Regions from separate parts of the Danio rerio genome. Here region 1 is linked to region 2. The links are chromatin contacts, called in public Hi-C maps. All regions are on one chromosome and are shown on one strand. The core of a region is the stretch at or near the end of the contact, and the rest is flanking DNA. Distances in the headings are between cores, read along the strand shown.

The links. Hi-C and Micro-C count contacts between places; a contact is called where the count stands out from the background.
Region 1: a contact with region 2 is called in a Hi-C map of hematopoietic stem cells, with 3 times the contacts expected there. The contact joins the promoter of enox1 here to the enhancer-like site in region 2. A contact is called at or near these places in 8 of 18 Hi-C or Micro-C datasets (caudal fin, embryo, fibroblasts and 3 more) and 2 of 4 datasets of contacts at active chromatin or transcription factors (caudal fin and embryo).

What each region holds. Positions count from the first base shown.
Region 1 is chr9:20,170,251-20,173,571 of GRCz12tu, forward strand. It overlaps enox1 (ecto-NOX disulfide-thiol exchanger 1), which reads right to left and starts at 1,646. Exons shown (of 16, transcript XR_012385266.1): 1 at 1,481-1,646.
Region 2 is chr9:19,847,905-19,851,010 of GRCz12tu, forward strand. dnajc15 (DnaJ (Hsp40) homolog, subfamily C, member 15) reads left to right here. Exons shown (of 6, transcript NM_001003476.2): 5 at 1,286-1,356. Among named protein-coding and RNA genes, the nearest start is that of dnajc15, 28 kb to the left of the region's middle. Within about 2 kb of position 1,332, at least 6 of the 62 cell types and tissues checked have an H3K27ac peak or open chromatin away from gene starts, as enhancers often do.

The sequences.
Region 1 (3,321 bases), core at 396-2,895, 320 kb after region 2:
AGTTTTAATTTTTTTAAAAACCATTTTAAGGTCAAAATTATTAGACCCTTTAAGCTATATTTGTTTTCGATAGTCTCCAGAACAGGTGACGCAGTGGCGTAGTAGGTAGTGCTGTTGCCTCTCAGCAAAAAGGTCATTGGTTCGAGCCTCGGCTGGGTCGGTTGGCGTTTATGTGTAGAGTTTGCATGTTCTCCCCGCATTCGTGTGGGTTTTCTCTGGGTGCTCCCGTTACCCCCACAAATTCAAAGACATGTGGTACAGGTGTATTGGGTGAGCTAAATTGTTCTAAGTGTATGTGTGTGATTGAGTGTGTATGGATGTTTCCCAGTGATGGGTTGCAGCTGGAAGGGCATCCGCTGCCTAAAACATATCCTGGATAAGTTGGCTGTTCATTCCACTGTGGCGACCCCAGATTAATAAAGGGACTAAGCCAAAAAGAAAATGAATAAATGAATTTAATAGCTAATTCAGTTAATAATGTAACTAAAAAGCAGTATTTAAATTAAATAGAAAATGAGGCAAATAAAAAAAGGTTCACTTTTGAAGAAAAAAGAACCACCCCTTTCCCTGGACTGGCTACGGGCTTGTGCTTATCTTATTTTATTTATTTCAGTGTATGTAATTGAACATTTACTTAAAGAGCCAACTAAATCTGAGGACCAAACAGTTTTATAAAAATACAAGAAAAGCCAAGAATATAGAAATATAGAAAACTAGTTTGTTTCAGTATAGCTGCAAGATTTGTGTCATAAGGTCCCACACAAACAAACAAAAAAAAAAGTTTGACAGCAAGCATAGCACGTGAGTTAACAGAGAAATCTCCCAGATGAGCATAACTTCGCTTTCCGGGAATGTGGAGTTGAGCGCTCAGCCAGCAGATTGAACTCTCTCCATGGTGCTGAAGCGGTTGCCCAGGTGACATGATGATATCAAGGGCATCGGCGTTTCTACAGTGCAGCGCAGAGCCACTCAAACACAATAACAGAACTAAAACAAACCAAACAATCAATTTCTCAGAATACAAGTTAACCAACGTGACTGAATAAAATCACAGCCTCAAAAAAACTTCTTGTTTGTTAGATATCATCACTCTAAATAAACAGCGTGCTTCATAAAGTCTTCCACTCTCCTAAACAACATTGCGCCTTAAACTTTCGAAACTGCAACACGCTCAACATATTCAACAGCCTACAACAATCATTCTGTTTCAACAAGTATTCCAACAAGTATAAGATGAATCCATGACTCTCCGGTGAGAGTCGCGCGCGGTTTAGAAAGAAGGTGTAAATGGATGTAAACAAACGTAAATACACCGCTCGTAAATGTGACTGATGCTCTGATAGGGGAAACGCTGTGATGGAGCTCAGCTCGGTCTGATGAAATGAGAAGAATGGGAACTAGCAGACGCTATCAGGACTGGGGCAAACACATGAGCGAATAGGCAAAACGGCAACGCTGAAGAACGAGGAACGACTCTTACCGTTGTGAAGAGAGTCCACTCCGAGCCCCCGGTGTGATTCGGCGAGATAATCCTGCGAAATAACCGTGAATGAAGCTGAAATTTTAAACGGTATCCGTCGTCGCTCTTCAGTGCTGCTGCATCTGACGGAACAGCTGCTGCTTCCACGCGCTCACAACCAGAGACTGAGGCGCGCGCGACACGGATCAGCGTGCACGAGTCCGGAGAACTGCCGCCAATGAGCGAAGACACTTCATGTGTGCGTGTGTGTGTGTTTTGTCAATAGAACAACCAGATGGATATTTGTATGCTTGAAGCTGGTAAATGTTGTAGTCACGATTGCAATTATACACTGCATAGCTACTGTTTACATTAATAAGAAAATAATAAATTCATATTACCGTCATGTTATTTGATGTAAAAAATGTAGTATATTATCCTTAAATAAATAAATAAATAAAAGCATAATAATATAATAACAATAATAATAATAATAATACATTTAAATATAATACTATAAAATTGTTATAAATAATATTAATAATAATAATAACATAAGTAATTTTTCAATAATAGTAATAATTTATTTTAAAACTTTAATAATAATAATAATAATAATAATAAACCGGCTCATTATTTGGTGTAAATTAGCAGGTTGGCGTGTAAAGGAAATTTTTTTTGAAAAACTATACTAAATAATAATGTATAATATATTATCATAAAATAAATGAATAATAATAATAATAATAATAATAATAGGTTATTGTAATAAGTTATTAAGTAGTGTATGAGTGTGAATGAGTGTGTATGGGTGCTTTCCAGTACTGGGTGCAGCTGGAAGGGCATCTGCTGCATAAAACATGATGTGCTGGATAAGTTGGCCGTTCATTCTGCTGTGGCAACCCTGGATTGATAAAAGGACTAAGCCGAAAATAAAATAAATTAATGAATTAATAAACCGGCTCATTATTTGAATGTAAATTAGCAGGTTGGCATGTAAAGGAAAACAATTAATTAAAAAACTATACAAAATAATAATGTATATTATCCAAAAATAAATGAACAATGAATAATAATAATAATAATAATAATAATAATAATAATAATAATAATAACCTACTTAATGTAATGGTGCTATAATATTTATATTAATAATAATTATTATTTTTAAATATTATTATTGTCGTTTATATAATAATAATAATAATATAATAATAATAATAATAATAATAATAATAATGGCGGTATTATATTATGATAATATTAATATTAATTGTATTATAGTTATTATTATTACTATTATAATTATTAAAGTGTTTGGTGTTTTTTAATGGATGATGGACGAACAATATATTTTCTGTTCTGTTGATGCAGTCAGAAACTTCTCGAGATTTAGTCGAATCTCTAATATAATTAAATGCCATGATCTGTCTATTTTCGCTTCATTAAATGTAATGTGAAGTTCGCAAAGCTCCAAAAATTATATTTTAGATCCTACAAATCAGATGAGATTGAGGGAAGCAGCAATGTCAGCACAGTATTTTACAAATAATCTGGTAATTGTACTCCCTCTGTTGGCCACTGGACACACATGTCGGGTTTGGCAGAACGCTTTAGTCGGTTTATCAAATTATCAACTCGCCACTGTGACACGTCATAAAGTAACAAATGAGTGACTGAATGATGAGTATTAGCTGTGTTATACTTGTGTATGATTTCTGAATATAATTGTCTACAATTTAGCAATATGTTTATTTGAGATGCCTTTATCACTTGAAAATAGTGGAGAAATATATATATATATATATATTCATTTTCCTTCAGCTTAGTCCCTGATTTATCAGGGATTGTCACAGCAGAAT
Region 2 (3,106 bases), core at 82-2,581:
CACATACACTGCTGACAATTAAGCTTATTCAATTCACCTATACCACATGTCTTTGGACTGCGGAGAAACTGGAGCAAACGGAGGAAACCCACGCCAACATGGGGAGAACATGCAAACTATACACAGAAATGCCAACTGACACAGCCGAAGCTCGAACCAGCAACCTTCTTGCTGTGAAGCGATCGTGCTACCTACTGCACCATTGTGCTGCCTTATTCAGTCATTTATTTATTATTTAACTTATTTATTCAGTAATTTTTTAATTCATTTATTTCATTCATTTATTAGTTTATTCAATCATTTTATTAATTAATTAATTTATTCATTTAGTAATTTCATTTATTCATGTATTTATTCATTCATTTATTAATTTCATTCATTAATTCAAATCATTTATTCATTTAGTAATTTCATTAATTCCTTTATTCAGTCATTTATTCATTCCGTTCATTCATTCATTTATTCAGTCATTTATTTATACATTTACTTATTAATTTAATTTCATTCATTCATTTATTCAACTCATGTATTTATTAATTTATGTATTCATTTTACTCTTCATTCAGTCATTTATTCAGTCATTTATATTTTCATTCATTTATTTATTCAGTCATTTATTTATTTGTTTATTTAATCATTCATTTATTTATTTATTTCATGCTTGCATTTGTCACAATCTGAAGTTTGGCTGTAAAAATTAAAAGGTATATTTAGGTATTTATAGTATATTTGGGTATATTTCCACATAATATTACATAATATTAATGTCAATCAACACTAAGGCTTAAATAATAAGTCTTTCAAAAGATGGAGCTAAAAATATCCATATTTGTCAATATAATATATGTCTGACATGTATTTGTTTAACTTCTAGTTGATCTATATTAGTTGAAATGACTATAAGATTAAGAAATTTTAAATTAACGTTTTGTTAATTTCTCATTTAAAGTTAATTCAAATGCATGTAAAAAAATTTTTAAAAATTGTTTCTTTTTCCTTTTGTCATTTTGTCAAATGGTGTTTTTAAATTTGTCACTCAAAGTAAAATAATTTAAAAAAAAAAACATGGGTGACACTTTTTTCTTTAGTTCTGTAGTTTTTCCCCCACTAATTTGGGGAATTTTAGGGAATGTACAGATTGAGTATTTCCAGCTTATGTGTGCAGTGATGGAGACAGACCGCACATGCTGATGAAAAGTGCAAAAAAAAAAATCTGTTCACTCTTTGGCCACCAGATGTCAGTGTGCACCTTTTCTAAAATCCTCTGTTTTCTTGTTTTGCGCAGTCCGACCAGCACTAAGACAAAGGTACGGGAAGCCCACAGAAGGATCATGGTCCTAAATCATCCAGATAAAGGTCAGTAGTTCAGGTCGTCGTGTCGGGTGGTTGTGTGTTGGTCAATAATTCTGACTCAGCTCTAGCTCAATGTATTGTCTGAGCAGACAGAGGAAGAGATGGGTGTTGATTACATTATTGATTTGAAGAGCATTTGTCATAACACACTCTTTAAAGAGGGGTTACATGCCTGCAGTGCTGACTTGACGTAATATAAGGCATACATAAGAACTGTACACAACAAGATGGAGCAGGTGAATCATCACTTCAAACATTTGCAAGTACTGTAGATCTAAATTATTTTCTAAACAATATACAGTAAAAAAACAAGCACTGAGTAATATTTAATAACTAATAATAACTGTACATAGTGATAAACAGCAACTTTTACTTACAATTTCACATATTTATATACAAAATGACACTTTAAATGTTTGCGTTTAAATCTATTTTCTAGTCATTTTAATCAGTTCATAGTAATAAGTCAGTTAAATCACTCTAATGTAATTTTAGGACTGAAGTTTAAATCTGAGACACTATTACATCTTAATAATCTTATAATACATGAGATTAAAAAGCAAACTGAAATAGTGACACATTGTTAAAACCTAAAAACTTGGGTCAAAAAACTTTAAAACAGATTATTTTTATCTAAAGCAGAGATGCCCAAACTATCCCAGAGGGCTGATATTCTGTAGAGTTTAGCTCCAGTTTAGTTTAGCTTTTTTTTAAACAAAGTTTTTAGTATTCCTAGTAAGAGCTTGATTATCTGGCTTGTGTGTGTGTCTATTTGGAATTTGATCTAAACCAGCCCTCCAGTATTACATTTGGGCAAACCGGATCTAAAGTGATTTATATATGTCTGTATATAAGTTTTTGACTTTTCTAAAGCATAAAATGCATATGTTTGCAGATATTTACAAACATGCTAAGTGAATATACTTGTTTAACTAAAAAACAATGCTAAAGTCAAATAGTCAGCTTTGAAAATGTGCTTTATGTGCTGGAACGGCTGTCTTTGTTTTGGTCATTTAAAACAACATTTAACCCAATGTCAGTTTTAATCAATTATATTTTAGCTGGGTTGCCTTGCCACGTATGTTATTCATTCAGTCAGGAAGGCTAACAAAGTATTCATCTGCAACCGAAATGTGACCTACAGTGGACAGTATCAGACTCCAAAATGAGACGCCGATTCAGAGTTCCACTTGAGGTTATTAATTAGCAAATAAAATAAATATTATGAACGTAAACATAAGGTGAGCTTCTCACACTTCAGCCTTCACATCAAAGTTCCTGAAAGCAAAAAAAAAAAAAGGTCTAGGTGCTCCAGGGCTGGCCAGCCCAGTCACCAGACATGAATGATCCTTATTGAGCATGTCAAGGGTAAGATGAAAGATGCTTTTTTTGCCATTACAGATGACTTTATTAATAAGTGATTTGAGTCATTGCAGAGATGTATGGATGCATTCCTCTAAGTTCATGCATAATATTAATTCTTTTTCCACTGCACCATGCATTTATATTTTATACTGTACATTATTTTCTGTTAATACTTTTGTCTAAGCAAAATCAGACCTTAATGTCCTAATCAAAATAATTAAAAATCAAGGCTTGATCATCTTTTATTTGGGTAAAATAAGCATAATCTAGGGGCATTTGCCTTTCATATTAGCCACTTCTGATACTAAATAATCAACTAAGTCAAGTTATTATTTGTCAGTTATTATCCTAAAACTTGAAAAATGACCAGACTTTTGTCAGGTAGTGT